Linked DNA regions of Zea mays: region 2 is linked to region 1. The links are chromatin contacts, called in public Hi-C maps. All regions are on one chromosome and are shown on one strand. The core of a region is the stretch at or near the end of the contact, and the rest is flanking DNA. Distances in the headings are between cores, read along the strand shown. Region 1 has its middle 45 kb from the start of LOC100281477. Region 2 holds the start of LOC100273873.

Region 1 (7,970 bases), core at 2,573-5,072:
AAGTAATCATCATGTTGTTCCACAACATTCAGTATGCGAAGAAATAGTGGTCGATTCATCCTAAACCTGCACCAATAATAAGATGCACCCAAAATATTAAACATGACACATTTAATCGAGACAAATGACAACTAGATTCTTACCTCCGTCAAAACAAATTTGGGCCATAAGTTGGATTTTCAGCAAGGTAATCTTGGTACATTCTCGCGTGCCCCGCTTCTCTATCCCGATATATGTATGCACGACCAGGAACAGAGCCTCCTGGCTGTCTACGCACTTGAGAATAACTTTGAATGATTTGCGCGGCACAAAGTATGACATGATCATCATCATCTGATGATGATTCATCCAAATCTCGTAATGACAACAATCTATTTTCACCCATCACCTGATTTTGCAATCACATATACTATGAATATATATTCACATAAATTAAAATTGCAGATGTTACATACACAACAACTTCAATTAACATTACGATTGCACGTACCAATTCATATGATAATTCACATACCAAGATTTTTGTTTTGATCCGGCCCTGACGGTTCCTTGCAACTAGCGGTGATGGCACTGGCAGGTGCTGCGCTTTGAAGTCTCTCCCAGGCGACTAGCAGACACAGGAAGAGAAGATGATTTTGTTTCTTGGCGGCGTAGCAGCAATGGACGCTTGTATATGCAGCGATGCATCAAAGGAATAGGGGAAAGACGCATCTGGAGGGAGGGCAACGAGTTTGTAACAGAAAGCCTTGGGTCCACGGTTCACCATGGATTTGAAAAATTGATTTTAAGTGCCTACATATACGGAACTGTTGGAGATAAATGGTTTTTTACTCCCATACCATATTTATCAACTTTCTAAACAGTTATTTAAGGATCTATTCTATCGGGAACACCTGGAGATGCTCTTAGGGACTATGGCTACAATTTGAGCAAAGTCCCTCTCCTATGTGATAATGAGAGTGCAATCCGCATGGCGGATAATCCCGTTTAACACAGCCGCACTAAGCACATAAACATCCGGTATCACTTTTTGAGAGATCACCAACAAAAGTGGGATATCAAAATTGTTTATGTTAGCACCCACAACCAATTAGCCAATATCTTTACCAAGCCCCTAGATGAAAAGACTTTTAGCAAGCTTAGGAATGAACTCAATATCCTCGATTCTTGGAACTTTGATTGAAATCTTGCACACATTGCTCATTTATATACCTTTGATCATGTCTCTTTCATTATGGTACAAATGCATATTTCTTATTCTTCTTGTGCCACCGCTAAGACTAATGTGCTTCCATGAGTATTTCTATGATTAGTCCTAGATTGAAAGGGAAATAGAGTATTCAACAAAGGCAAGGCTTCCACTACGACTCTGTCAGTATCATTTATCCTTTGCCCTACACATGAACTTTCATTCATATCCTTTTCTAAAAAGGGGGAGAGAATAATAGGCCCCTAGTTCTCTTTATTTATGGCGCTTAATGCCAAAGGGGGAGAGAATAGTAGGCCCAAAGGAAAAGGACCGCACCACCACCCTGTTTTCTAAAAAAACTTTTTTGGGAGAGATTATTCAAATTGCAAAAAACCCTCTTGACAGCTAAGGGGAGAACTTCTTTAGGGGGGGCTTTTATTGAGCCGAAAGAAAAACATTTGAAACAGGGGGAGAATTTTCAAAAACTTGAAAATGCGTTTTGCAATCATATTCTAATACCATTGGCTATTTGCAAAAGAATTTGAAGGGATTTTCCAAAGGATTTGCAAAACAAGCTAAGTGGTGCAAATGTGGTCCAAAATGTTAAACTCGATCAAAGCAACCATATATGTCTAAAAACTGCATTCATTTCAAAGTAACTTATGCACATCTGTCAAATTACAAATTAGTTACATTTCTACACTTTATATTTGCTTTGGTTTGTGTTGGCATCAATCACCAAAAAGGGGGAGATTGAAAGGGAAATGGCCTCAACATTTCCTATAATCAATTTTGGTGTTTGAGGTCCATCACAAACCATATGGACTAACTAGTTTGCCTAGTGAATGTTTTTTTCAGGTGCATAAAGTTCACATTAACATACAACGAAAAAGACTTGAGGGAATTCTGCAAAGTTTGGAGCATACAAGATTTAGTGCAGCCTGTGACGCACCGAACACTGTCCGGTGTGCACCCCAGGCTGAAGACCTCCACGAACTGGCCGCTCTCGAGTTTTCTCAGAGCCATTCCACTAAAATTCATCGAACTGTGCACCACCGGACTGTCCGGTGAGCCAACGGAACAACGATCAACTTCGCCAACGGTCGACTGCGGAACAGTCCGTCAGAAGTCAGAATACAGTCTGCGATGTCAGATCGCACCAGACTGTCCGGTGTCGCAAGAAGACAGAAGACTTCAACGGTCAACAGCTCCAAACCCCAACGGTCGGCTGGCGTAGCACGCACTGGACAGTGAACAATGTTGTGTCTGGTGGACCACCAGACTATCCGGTGTGCCCATCGACAGCAACGACTGGAATAGTGGTTGGGGCTATAAATACCCCAACCACCACCATTCAAGCCATCCAAGCATTCCAACTTCCTCATTCAACACTAGAGCAAAAGAATAGACTCCAAAGACACAATCATGGCATCAAATCCTCTCCAAGCTCCAAAATCAAATCAAGTGCTTAGAGACTTGAGAGAGAGAGTGATTTGTGTTTCTTTTGTTGCTATTGTTGCTTGGTTGCTTTCTTCTTCTCGCTCTAATCTTTCCAAGCGCATTGTAAAGCAAACAAGAGATATCTAATTATGTGGTGATCCTTGGGGGGTCTTAGTGACCCGTGTGAGGAACTATCTTCCACACTCCTAACTCATTATTATTTATTTCTAATCCTAACCCCGGGTAAAGTGTGTGTTCAAAGTTTATAATTTTCAGGTTTTGCCTATTCACCCCCTTTTGGTGACTTTCACCGAGCCATCCTCGTCTCCCTAGGATCCCCAGAGCGTCCGCGCTCCTCGTCTCCGGCGAACTCCCTGCCGCGGACACAGGCGACATCGAGGCCAGCCATTCGATCTCTGATTGGGCAGTTCCTATTTAAATAAATTGTATCTAATCCTAACCGTCCATCCGAGATCCGACGGCCTAGGACCATCCCCGTACCACGCCCCTGCCATTGGGCCCGGCCTCCAGCCATCGTGCCCACACCTGCTGTAAAGCCCAAAAAATTGGTAAGAGAAAAATTGTAATAATAAAATATCTGCCAATAATGAATTCCTTTCCTTCATAAAATAAATCTCTCAAAAAAATAAATAATAATAGTATGGTAACTCAAAGCTTAGGTCCAAGTTTGGGAAGCAAAAATTTAAAATTTAGACTTGGAACAATAAAATAAAGTATGTTACCTAATAAAGGTTAAGAAAAAGAGTCTATATGTAAAACTAAATTATTACCTTGTTCAAATATGTATTTAAAAATTTCTTTCTATGAGATTCTATCCAACTAGGAATTATGTTGTTAAATGCCTATTTTGTATGTATGAGTGGCATACCTAAAATCATTAACTTAAGTAAGGATAAAAAAAATAAAGTGATAATAGATTTTTGTTATGATTAGTAATTTTTGGATTGTTGCAGATTTGAAATTTGAATTCTAAATTCGAAATTTGAAAATAAAATAAAACTGGAAAAAAGGAAAGAACTCACCTACTTTGGGCCAAGATTCACCTGCCGGCCCACCTTACCTCCCGCGCGGCCCAACTAATTCCTTTCTCCGCGCAGCCCAGCTTTGAATCGCGCTGCAAGGCGCCGTCGCGCGGGCCCCACCTGCCCGTCTCAGCCACGCACACACGACCAACGCTCACGTACTCTGATGCATGGGGCCTGTGTACCAGTCACTACACGCGTAGTCGCGCGCGCGCCAGCTGATCCATTCCTCTCTGGCGCATGGGACCCACCCTTTCCCCAGTTTCTCTTCCTCGCCGGGCATCTCGGGCATGTTGTTACGCCGCCCGATACCCCTGCGCCCATGGACTCCCCTCGACCGGCTACAAAAGCGGGCCAAACCCCCCTATACCTCCTCTTCCCTAGCCATCCGCGGGTCGCGGTCAACAAGGGGCGTGGGTTAAGCTAGTGGCGCCGCCATTTCCATGGTGAGAACGAAGAGAGAGAGAAAGAACCGAGCTATGCCATCGCCGGTGGGCTCGTCGTTGTCGCTGCCCCAGTGCCGTGCCGTGAAGCTCCACCTGTGCGTGGAGAAGTTATTGTGGCCTCGCCGCGTTGAACCGGCGCCCGAGGCTTGGGATTTCTTCACGGGAGACCGCGAACCCACTGTCCTCCGTGGTCAGCCTCTCCGCAGACTCCTTCTCTGGTGAGTCCTCATCCCCCACGTTCGCTATTGTCTCCTCTATGCGTAGCTCGGTTTAATCGACGTTTTGGGCACTGTGGTGGTCGGTCGCCTTTGCGCCGATGTTGTGGTTCCACCGCCGTGGAACTCGCCCACGCTACCGCTCGGGATTCCACCAGTGGGTCTGGGAGCTTTGATTAGAGGCATGGATGGCACAAGGTGCTTCGCTAGATGGGATTGCCGATCGGGGAACCCGCGATTTCACGCCGGAGTTGGTGCTCCACCGTGGGTTCCGCTCGCACCGTGGGCGGGCTCCTCTGCAGCCGATTGCAGGTGATCAACCTATCCATGTTATTCGTAGCATTCTCCTCTGCATGTCGCTCTTTTGAATCGGGGAGTCGAGCTTGCGTCGTGACACGTGCTCTGCCATGGTGTCCGCCATGGTGGGTTCCCTGGCCGCCGTGTTCAATCCGTGGTGCCCAGGGAAGAAGAAAGGGTTGGGGGAAAACCGTGTGTGCCATGGGATGTGGGGGTGTACGGCGGCGATCAGATCCCTGGCATACCCGTTGAGAGGATTGATCTGAGCCATTGATTGTGATCGAACGTGTGGCAGAACCTCCTAAGTTATTGGGCCCACATGCACCTGTCCTTGTCTCAAAGACCTCAGACTGCTATGTCTGTGCACCAGCTAACTTAACAGGATCCGTCCGATTGCCCCAAGGACACCAGATAAACCACTTACAACCAGAACCACGTGATTAAGTAAACACAAATCACACACATCAACATTTTTGCAGCGAAAATCTTATTACCAAATTTTACAGGTTACAAAAATTTTTCATTATATTCATCGGAGTGATTACAAAAGTATAAGTTTGAAATATATGCTAGCTCAAGTGACCATCCTCAATAAAAAGTATAGAAGAGTTACTTAAACTTATAAGAAGGCCGAGCCCACCGGCACTTAACACCATCATCATCAGCACAAAACTATGACCTGAAAAACAATAGGGAATAAAACTCTGAGTACGGAATTACTCAGCAAGACTTACCTGACTAAAGAAAAGACTTTCAAGGGTATGCTGGATTTGGGAATCAAGGAAAAGTTTTAGCAAGAATCAAATTAGATACTTTTGCAGAAATAGCTTACTAAAGTGAGTCCTTACGTTCAATATTTTAACGCCAGATTAAATATTAATAGACTCTGTTTGCATCTGGTCTAATTTCACCATCTCATCAATACAACATCATTTTTATTCATGAGGTTCACATCCTGACTTAGGTTGTAGGGCAGTGACCAAGTCTCCACTGTCCGGGGATATAACGACGATCCGAATCGATTTACTCAGCTGAGGATCTCTAACCACACGACATATGTAGCACTTAACCCTTGCATATGTCAACTCGCCACTGGGGTTCTTAAGACCAGATCAAGTTCACGCCAACCGAGAGCACAGATACACCACCGTCCAGCCTCTTGCCACGGAGGGGACACGCTACTCTCGCCATCTCTCCACTCCCATTGCGTGTTATCTTATTCTGGTATTAGTCTGCCCAAGGCAAAGCTTACCCTGTCCCATATCCAGGGCATGTGGCTAGTTAAGATAGTCCTTGATCAGCAAGCCTACATACGCATTCAATCCTTAATCAACCTGGGTAGAACATCACCTGTTCCTAGCCCAAGTCCCGATTTAAGTACTTCCACCCTTAGGATTGTTTATATTCCTTAGGATGAAAAGAGCATCAAAGAGAACTTTACAGTAAGATTCCACCACGCTCTCAATGAAAATATTCTTGCAGGTAAAAGCCATCTTTCCCAGGATAACCCCTGAGCTAGGCCTTAATGCAAAAGACAACCTCTATCCACAAGATCTGAGCAGGGCTAAGCATTTTTGTAAATCATATTTTGATACTTCATCAGAAGTATCTATAAAGGTATGGATATCAAGGAAGGCAATGCATCAAAGGGTTTCCAAGCAACTCCTATAAACCTAATGCACATTCACTAGACTTAAAGTGTATAAAAATAATTTAAAAACACAAGGAAGGGGTTGCATGCACCGGGGCTTGCCTTTGTTGCATTGAAGAGGTTCTAGATCCCTCTATTAAACCCAGTTAGATGGCTCCTCCACTTGATCAGCAGCCACTGGAGTAGATTCCTCTTCAGTCACCACTTCAGGTTGAATCTTCACTCCTTCTGGTAGGAGTTCTATATGAAACGACATGATCATGGATGTTTATGCTTATGCAACTTGAAAAGAAAATACTAAAAAACATCACAACACTTATACCTCTCTAAAGGTGCACACAAAAACTAACAAAACCTTAAGAGAGCTAAATACTCTAATATCACAACACAATTCACCAACCAAACTAGAAAACCTTGCCTCTATAACCAACCAAGTGCTTCATTTATGCCTTAAGCAAGGATCCAAACTGCATGTACTACAAGTTAAGGTGACCAAAATTCAGCCACCTTCCACTAAACTTGTTTTCAGTTTTCTGAAACAGACATCTCACACAGACTGACAGAAGAAACTTAGGCACATTTTATTCTAAATTTTATACAGCTCCAAACTTATTTCTCTGTAAGAAACTTTTTCACCCAACACAGCTACAAATCTCTTCTGTAAGGTCTTTAGCTTATAACCATACATACCAAGCGTTAGGGTGCATTAAAGTTGAGCAAACACACGGAAATTCCATTTTCCCAATCTGAAACAACACATTACTAGGTCTGACAGAGAGTTTTGTCACTCCTTTTTCTCCAAATTCTACAAAGTAGCAAGCCAACACTTTGCATGAGACTTGCTCTCCTTTACATGGTCTTTTACTTTGCTATAGCATTCTTACCCTAATTCTTCTGGGATTAATTACCACAAGGACCCAAAACTGAATAAACACACAAATTCAGACAAATATTATTCTAAGTCTGAATCCTAACACCTGACAGTCCACCTTTTGGCCACTTTTATTTCCAAATTTATGTGGAACCAAGTCCACCACACTTTACAAAACTTACTCTCTTTACTATGGTCTCCAGTTTTGCTATGTAAACTTTAATCCAAAACCCCATGAATCAGTCACAAATGAATTCCAAACTATGCATACTGCTGCAATTCAGTTCACAGAACTGAATAAAAAAAATTCAGTTGTATTCAGCCTGACAGTCCAACTTTAGCTAACCTTTTCTCCAGTTTTTACACAGCAACAAACCAAGCTCACATTACCAAAGTTATTCCTTAGATATAGCTCTACTACTTTGGTATAGTACCCCTAGGTTGAAAACATTCAGAACAATTTTTATGAAGCACCAAAGTGGAGCTCAACACATTAGAATATAGTTTCAGCTTTCTGCACTAAATCTGGGAACCAAAAAAACTGACAGCCTATTTTTGAGTGAATTTAACACCTAGTTCCCAGCAACATACAGTGGTAGAGTTCAAATAGTAAATGGTGTGAGCTTCACTGATTGATTTAGAGCATGGAACATATACCACACAGCTGAGAAAGCTCTTGAGATTACCTGGCCACTGTGATGTGGACAATGGTTACCACGCAGAGGGCTGGCGTGCTCAGATCTAGTTCAGATCAAGGCTAGAGACTGGGGAGAGGAAGTTACACCATCTTGATGGCACAAGGACCACCTTACTTATGC
Region 2 (7,970 bases), core at 3,225-5,724, 53 kb before region 1:
GTTGGGCCATGCTCTGCTAGACTGCCACGCAATCCAGCAGGGCCTTCCTTCCATTTCCATGAGTAGGAGCGTAATCAGATCCGATAGTGACAGATATTACTTGTTCCATAATTACTTTTATATAAGATTTGAATGAATATCAACATCTTAAATATCCGTAAGTCTATAAATACAAATCAGATACTAAATAATCAAACTCATATACGGATGATCTCAGCCCTCTAACACCGAATTCAAATATGAACGGATATAAATACAAATAGATAATATCCGTGCCATTTATTACATCCCTAACCATGAGCGTTTTGAAGACAAGCATCAGCTCCGTTTGGAAGGAAATTCAACCATGACATCACTATTAAGTTCACAAGTACAACAGCTCGCCTCTGCTCAGATTGGCACCCAAATAGTTCCAGTCTGCGTAGAAGAGAACTCTCGGGCTCTCGGCTAGGCAAAATTCAGATCAGTATTTCCCAATTACAACTGGCAAGTCGGTAAATTGAGCTGCAAACCAAACACGATGCACATGCAGCAGTAGAGAGCCTTGTTAGCTGACAGCACTGCCGCTGAACAAGTAGGTAAAGCAATAAACACTAAAGCTCGGAGTTTTCAAGCATCACACACATGCATGCATACCTAGACACAGTCACGCATCATGCGTCCAGTTGTTACAGGAAAGGTTCACAACCATATGAATACATAACCAACCATGCAACACAGAGAAGCTCAAAAAGTAAACGAAGATAGCTAGCAGCCCCTTTTTTTTTTTGATACACTTACTTAAGAGAGAGCAACAACCATCTGTGAGCTGCAACTGAGAGGCGAAACCACCCGCCAGCGATGGGGCCATGCACCTGCCGCGCCTACAGCATGCTGTCGGTCCTCGCCGGCAGACGCCTGAAGAAGTTGAGCGGGACAGATGGCATCTTGTGGCGGAACCTGGGGTGCCTCAGCACGTACAGGCCTGCGAGGAAGACCACGACGCGGAACGGAGTGACATACAGGACGATGGCGGCGACGAAGCAGAAGACCACGAACAGCGCGGTCGCCCTTGGGTCCCTCCAGCTCAGCAGCGACTGCAGCCGCTCGCCTTGCGTGGCAAGGTCGCCGACCACGGTCTGGATCCTCCCGGCGACGCTGCGCAGCTTGTCATACCGCATCCGCACCAAGTCCGGTGGGCGGGAGGTGGGGAAGGTGTCGAACTCCTCGTCAAGCTCGTCCGGGTGGGCGGTCTCTGCGTGGGAGAGGCGGGTGTCCATGTGCGGTGGCTGCCTCGGCCGCCACCTGTAGTACCACACCCCGATCAGGAACAGGTAGAGGAAGATTGTGGGCAGTATCAGCTCTGGGTATAGAACCAGTATCATAAAGAGTACATGGATCAGTACGGTGGTCAGCGGGTTCTTCCAGTGACAGATCTGATCGAACCACCTCGCCACGGCAAACAGGGGGCTCAGGACACCCGTGATACGGAAGAAATTTGCCTTGCTCTTTCTCATGCTCCACATGTGCGAGTCCACGTCAAGCATGTATTCCACGATTTCCTTCCGCAGCGGTGGCTCTGCACGGCCCAGCCTTGTGGAGACAATGCTTGTGGCTTGGCGCCTCAGGTTGTCCACCTGTATCACAGACAGCGGGTGCACATAGTGCATCTTGGGCAGCAAGGGCTGTGAGTACAGATGCATCATGTTCAGCAGTGATGAACACGTGAAACGGACAGCGAGCTGCACCTCACCCATCTTCTTAACACCACCAGGTGTCAGAACAATAAGAGGGTATGAGTGGGTATACACCCGATCAGTTTCGAGTGTCGAGAGGCGGATGCGGACCTTCCCAATTCTGGTGTCCCTCGCACCATTGGCCTTTTCCCCGCCATTCAGGTGGCAATTGTCGAATACACCAATTGTGACCACAGTGCATGGATCATACACCTCCCAGGTGTACTGTTCATTCCATTTGGGAGTGAAACTGTCGATTATAGTCCTGGTACGCACCCATTTTTGTCCGTACTTTGCAACACAATATGCATCAGTTGTGCCACGCCCATCCTTGGTCTTCATTGGCAACAGGCCCTGTGCTGTCAATATACCCAGTTCAAGAATGCCAATGCTAGGTTTCCACAGGGGCTTTGCAGTTGGCCTTAAATCACTACTGTAATGTGTTGACTCATCCAAGACATGATATCCACCTTCAAGACATATTCTCAAGTGGATCCGGCTTGAAAACTTGGTCTCTTTCTTCTGCTCACCATCAATAATCACATGCTTCTCAAGGTTATACCACTGGCTGGTTAGCAACCTGTGATCCAGCCTCCGGGGTACATGCTGCAGTGCAATGATTGTCCTTCCAATTACTTCATCCTTTCCTGGGGCCACCCTGTCCTCTACACTCAAAACTAGGTGCTCTTCAAATGGCTCAGCTGCAACAAACATCAAGTCCTCATTCCACAATGGATTCAAAGTCCGGCTTGCCAATGCCCTGGTTCTTTGGACTTGGTTGCCTAGCATTGCTTTGACATAAACTTCAGGGAACCTAGTCTTGTCATTTGGTATAAGATCCTGGGCTTCAATGACATTTACACGGAGATACCAAAGCTTTGGAGTTAGATACACTTTCGACCTAATGCTTGCAAGGCCATCACCAGGGACGGAGGCTGCATCAGAATGCCATGCTTCAGGGAACGCTTCATCAGCTTGAGTACCCATCCAAACAGCCAGCATCAACTCCCCCTTCACCTTGTGCCCATTGCGGTCTTCCAACCGATACCATTGTGGAGCCAATGGGCTATCAGGTGGCACTCTCTTTGGGACCTCATTCAAATCAAATATAACACGTCCAATGAAGTCATCCTTGACAAGATCCTTGTCCTTGACCAGAATCTCCACAACTGATGACTGGATGCGCTCCTTTGCAAAGGCAAAGACCTGATTCCACTCCGGGTTGTTCTTCTTCTCGAAATGCCCAGTTTGGCCCTTATAATTTCCTAGTTTCACCTCAACATAAGGATCACAACTCCCAGTGATGTCCTTGTTCGGAAGTTCCTTTGCTTTTACCACTCTTACATAAAGGTACTGCATCTGCTCAACCAGGTCATATGTGGTTGTGAGCTTGTCACCAGCAGCTGCACCACCAAGGTGAGGTGTGGTTTCCTTCAAGGAGTACTCCTCCGGACGGAGCGGTGGCCTCTGCATCATCTTGTTCGAAGACAAGCTTACACCAAACTTCTACTCACGGACTTGACAAAGTGCCAAGAAAACCCAGTCGTCGCTTGTCCTAAGAAAAGTAAACAGCTAGCTTTAGATAGTTGCTACAAGGAAAGAACATTAATGAACAATAATATGAATTAAGATGAAACTACTACCTCTGCAACAAACTTGTCGTGCTACACGGCTTAAGAGTATTTTGAACATTTCCTCATCTTGCTCTGCGGGGGGGGACCATTTGAATTGAAGAGAATGACCTCCACATCACCATTCAGGGGAAAAGACCTGCAGCAAGTATATGAAGCTGGAATGAACAAACCAGGTCTGCATTTCACTCAGTCTAAATCCCGCCTGAGAACTGCAGCCATCTGACTTCAGATATTTAGAAAACATCGCAACAGACGGATAGTGACTAAGCGAAGCATTACCGAAAAAGAAAAAGAATAAAGAAAGAAACCCTGAAAAGTAGCCATCTTTAGTAGCTGCGCACCAAACCAAGGAGGAGGAGTTTGGTCCATCGTAAAAGATAAACTAGACTCGACAGCTACTGCAGTGAGAAGCCGAAGTATTTCTAAATAAGTATATTTTTTCTTTTAATTTTGAAGGGAAGAGTAAACGGAACTCAGCGCACATGAAAGTTAAAACAAATACAGATCTAAAAACACCAGCGAGCAAAGAGCCAGCATCTTCCTCAGCGTTGCAAGAAGCAAAGAGGTACAGATGGGCACCAATAATTACATAGCTTTACCTTTTTCAAACTCGCTAGCCTTCTTTTTTTCAGCTTTTTCCCACTACCGCCCTCATATCAACGATGACCTAAGAAGCAAAAAAAAACAGATCCCACGCCATTACCACCCTAAAGAGCTCAAGACAACAGAGAAACCACCACGCCTGTGGGGTAAAGGTTAAAGGCCTAACCCCTTGAACCACGCCGCGCTATGCCGGCCGAGCAAACGCAAATTCCTGCAGCTACTCGGGGAACAGGGTCGGACCAAGGAACCGCGGTCGCGACCACCGGCATTACCATTTCCCCTCACAGGCTCGAAGAGACCAGTAGAATGGAACCAACCACGCGGGACGAAAAAGCCTGAGGGCAAAAACACAGGGATCTTTGGGCTGCTTACCGATATCACGCGTAGAGGCGCGCGGCGAGGAGGACTCAGAAGCTTCGTCGGTGGACAGGACGACGGATTTGCGCAAGGTCTTTTTCGGGTTTTTCTTGCGAGCAAAAACAAAGGCAGTAGAGAGGAGAGAGAGAGGGAGGTGCAGAGGAGGGTACTAGAGGGGCGTGGAGTGCTCGATCGACGGGGACGAAGTGGAGTGAGGGCGGGGTTTTGGTTTTGGGAGCGCAAAAGCCCCTCACCGGTCGGCGCTTTTCAGCGGAGGCCCTCGGCCTTGGTAGGATTTTGGTGGAAGGACCGGTCGTCTGCCTAGGGTTCCGTGCCAGCTCAATCTGCATTGTCGTTTTCTGTAGCTTTTGACGTGGGGTGGGCTTCGTCGCCATTTGTTGCATGGTATACTCCCTCCCGTTCTAAAATTCTTCTAAAATTCTTGGCGTTTTGGACATAATCTCATGTAACAAGAGATAAGAGTCATTAATTATAATGCACATTCTTTGTACTACCCATATTGAATAGTTTAATGTACTACTTACAATCAACTTCCGAGCACGCTATCTACTTGCTTCTCTTGTTAGTGTCAATTTACAACGAGTTCGACCAACTGCTTCGTCGTTAAATATGGCAATGGGCCCGAAACCCGAAAATCTCTGATTTGTAGCTAGTAATATGATGGTTTCTCTACTTGCATGTATGTTAGTGGGTAAAAATCTCTACCCGTTGGGTAGACATGTATGAGAATTGGTGGTGTACCAGTGGGTAAAATATACTCACATCATACTATTATTATCAATAATAGAGCACATCTTAGCTAAAAGAAAATCCTTCTCCGGATATTATTTGTTTAACTATTACTGCCAGTTTGGGAACCTCAAAACCGGAGGGGATTGAAGGGGCTAAAATCTCCTCTTTATTCAATTTTAAATAAAAAGGAGATTTTAGTCCCTTCAATCCCCTCCGGTTTTTGGATTCCCAAACTAGCCCTTAAGTTATATAATCACATGTTTGCTATATTTTAAGATTAGCTTATATTTGTGTGTCTATTTGACATTTTAAGAAATAGAAATATTAGAATATAAGATCTTTTTAGTGGGTATAGGTTATTAAAATTACTCGCACGAGTTTAGATATAGAACAGATTTAATACGTGCAAGCGTATATGGATAACCCAAATAGTATAATTTTTATTGATGGTATTACCAACAGATACTCGCCGTAGCAGCAAACGGCCCGGGAGTCACGCACCGCACATAAACGAATTAGGCGTAAGCATGGAGGGCCTTGGCGCAAAATATCCATAACCGCGCGCCCGCCCTGCACGACCACGGGAGGTCGAGACAGCACTCACTCGATGGTACCGTGCCCCGCGCCCCCGCCCCCACGCGACAGCTCGGGGGCCCGCCGTGTATATTCGCGTCGGTCTGCCCGTTCCACTTCTCTCTCTCTCCCTCGCTTTGAAATCCGAAACCGGCGTGCGCTCGCGTCGAGGACGGGCGTGCGCGGATTTGCCGAGCCATGGACCGCGGTCGGGCTCGGGCACGTGTTGTTTCCGTCTTGCCGCGCTTGGACCGAGCCCAGACGCCCCCGGCCAACTCGGCGTGGGCCTGGCGCAGGGTTTAGCTCTGGCCTGCTTTTAAAAACCGGCGAGGCCCGAGAAGGGCGGCACGACCAGGCCCGTGAGAAGAAACAGGGTAATTTTTTCTACTGTCAGGTCTGCAACGGAGTGAAACCATTCACATTCTCAGAAAAGAAAAGCAAAATCATTGGCAAAAAAAAAACTGCGGAAAATAAAAGGAACATTGTTAGTATGGTACAAACCCTGAACTACGGATGCTGTAAACGCTCATTTAATTAGGTTGGATGGTTAGACTCGTTTACTACTTTCTAAGTAGATGTACATTTATTCAAAAAAAAATTGTACAATAGGAAAGTTTAGGTATGAAATTCTAGATCTAATTGTTACACGCATTAGACGTGATACTTTTTTTCAACTTGGGCCTGTTCAGAAACTCCGTTTCTTAAAACCATAGCCTATAATACTACAATTTATTATATGACATGACAAAACTAAAATATATTTTATATTAATTTAGGCCCTGTTTGGGAGAGCTTCACTTCAAGAATTCCAATTTCGTTCGAACTTCTTCAACCCAAACAGGTCCAGCTCCACGAGCTTTAGTTTTAAAAAAATCGAAACTAGAGGCCCGTTTCATGAAATTCATGAAGCTCCTTAGAGGGTGCTTCAAAAACACTGTTTTTATATCTCCTCATGAAGCTGTACGAAAATTACCCACCATGCCACTGATTACGCAACATACAACTTCCGTTCTCTCTAGCGACAATCCACTAATCATCAAGGGTAATCAAGGAAACCCACACAAATCAATTGTACTATAGAAGTTGAAGTCCATATACAAACCAAACGCTCCTGGAACTCACCTTAACAATTTGCTGGAGCTGTTTTATAGTGAAACTGGAAAACCAAAGCTGAAATTTTTGAAGTGAAGCTCTACCAAACAGGGCCTTAAGGCCTGTTTGGGAGAGCTTCACTTCAAGAATTTCAATTTCGTTCGAACTTCTTCAACCCAAACAGGTCCAGCTCCACGAGCTTTAGTTTTTAAAAAAATCGAAACTAGAGGCTCGTTTCATGAAATTCATGAAGCTCCTTAGAGGATGCTTCAAAAACACTGTTTTTATATCTCCTCATGAAGTTGTACGAAAATTACCCACCATGCCACTGGTTACGCAACATACAACTTCCGTTCTCTCTGGTGACAACACACTAATCGTCAAGGGTAATCAAGGAAACCCACACAAATCAATTGTACTATATAAGTTGGAGTCCATATACAAACCAAACGCTCCTAGAACTCACCTTAATAATTTGATGGAGCTGTTTTATAGTAAAATTGGAAAACCAAAGCTGAAGCTTTTGAAGCAAAGCTCTCTCAAACAGGCCCTTAATCTAGCACCCGTTTGGAGCCACAGTATTTGGGTTATAGTGTAGAAGAAGAAAAGACTTCAACTGCCTGCAAACAAAAAAATTGGTCTAGGCCAAAGTTTGTTTGACCCCAAAAATATCGTGATATTGTTAAACCATGGTTTAAAATACAGAGCTTTTAGATGGGCACTCAAACGTCTTTCGGTCTAAAATATCATGGTACACTTAAATAGCATGGTACAATATTGGTACTAGAATGCGTTCCCAAATATGTGCTAGTCCTAAATTGCCGATCTTTTCTTACGCACGTCACTTTCATTCTTAAAGCCTAACCAGCTGCGTGGTCCCTACGTGTAGCATGTTTCCAATGTGCATGAGAGGTTACGTGTAGAATATTTTAGAATCTCCCTCTCAAATATGTAGCCTAGTTTTAACCGATCTGACCTTGTTTGTTTTCTGATATTCTAGAACCCCTCTCAAATATGTTACCAATGATCCCTAGTATTGTTTGATTGGAAGGACTGGAAGACCCTTGTTTTTTGTTTGGTTTAGGGCCTGTTCGTTTGCGCCGAGATTCATCCGGAATCGTTCCGGTTAATCAAACCTTATATAAATTAGGCAAACAATCTAGCTAAGATTAGTTCCGGGTGGCCAATCCCCAAGAACCGAACATGCCTTTAAGGGATAACTGGGGATGTATTGATTCTGTCC

Evidence for each region. A called contact is a pair of places that touch in the nucleus more often than the background predicts.
Region 2: a contact with region 1 is called in a Hi-C map of tassel, with 2.3 times the contacts expected there. The contact joins the promoter of LOC100273873 here to the enhancer-like site in region 1. A contact is called at or near these places in 5 of 25 Hi-C or Micro-C datasets (leaf, leaf mesophyll and tassel).

What each region holds. Positions count from the first base shown.
Region 1 is chr9:106,159,178-106,167,147 of Zm-B73-REFERENCE-NAM-5.0, reverse strand. It overlaps the pseudogene LOC109942581. Among protein-coding and RNA genes, the nearest start is that of LOC100281477, 45 kb to the left of the region's middle. Within about 2 kb of position 3,822, at least 17 of the 20 cell types and tissues checked have an H3K27ac peak or open chromatin away from gene starts, as enhancers often do. A contact at or near this core is called in leaf, leaf mesophyll and tassel, where this site is marked.
Region 2 is chr9:106,213,274-106,221,243 of Zm-B73-REFERENCE-NAM-5.0, reverse strand. LOC100273873 reads right to left here and starts at 4,474. Exons shown (of 3, transcript NM_001360480.1): 1 at 4,325-4,474; 2 at 3,359-3,485; 3 at 607-3,270. The coding sequence starts at 3,191. The coding sequence ends at 864.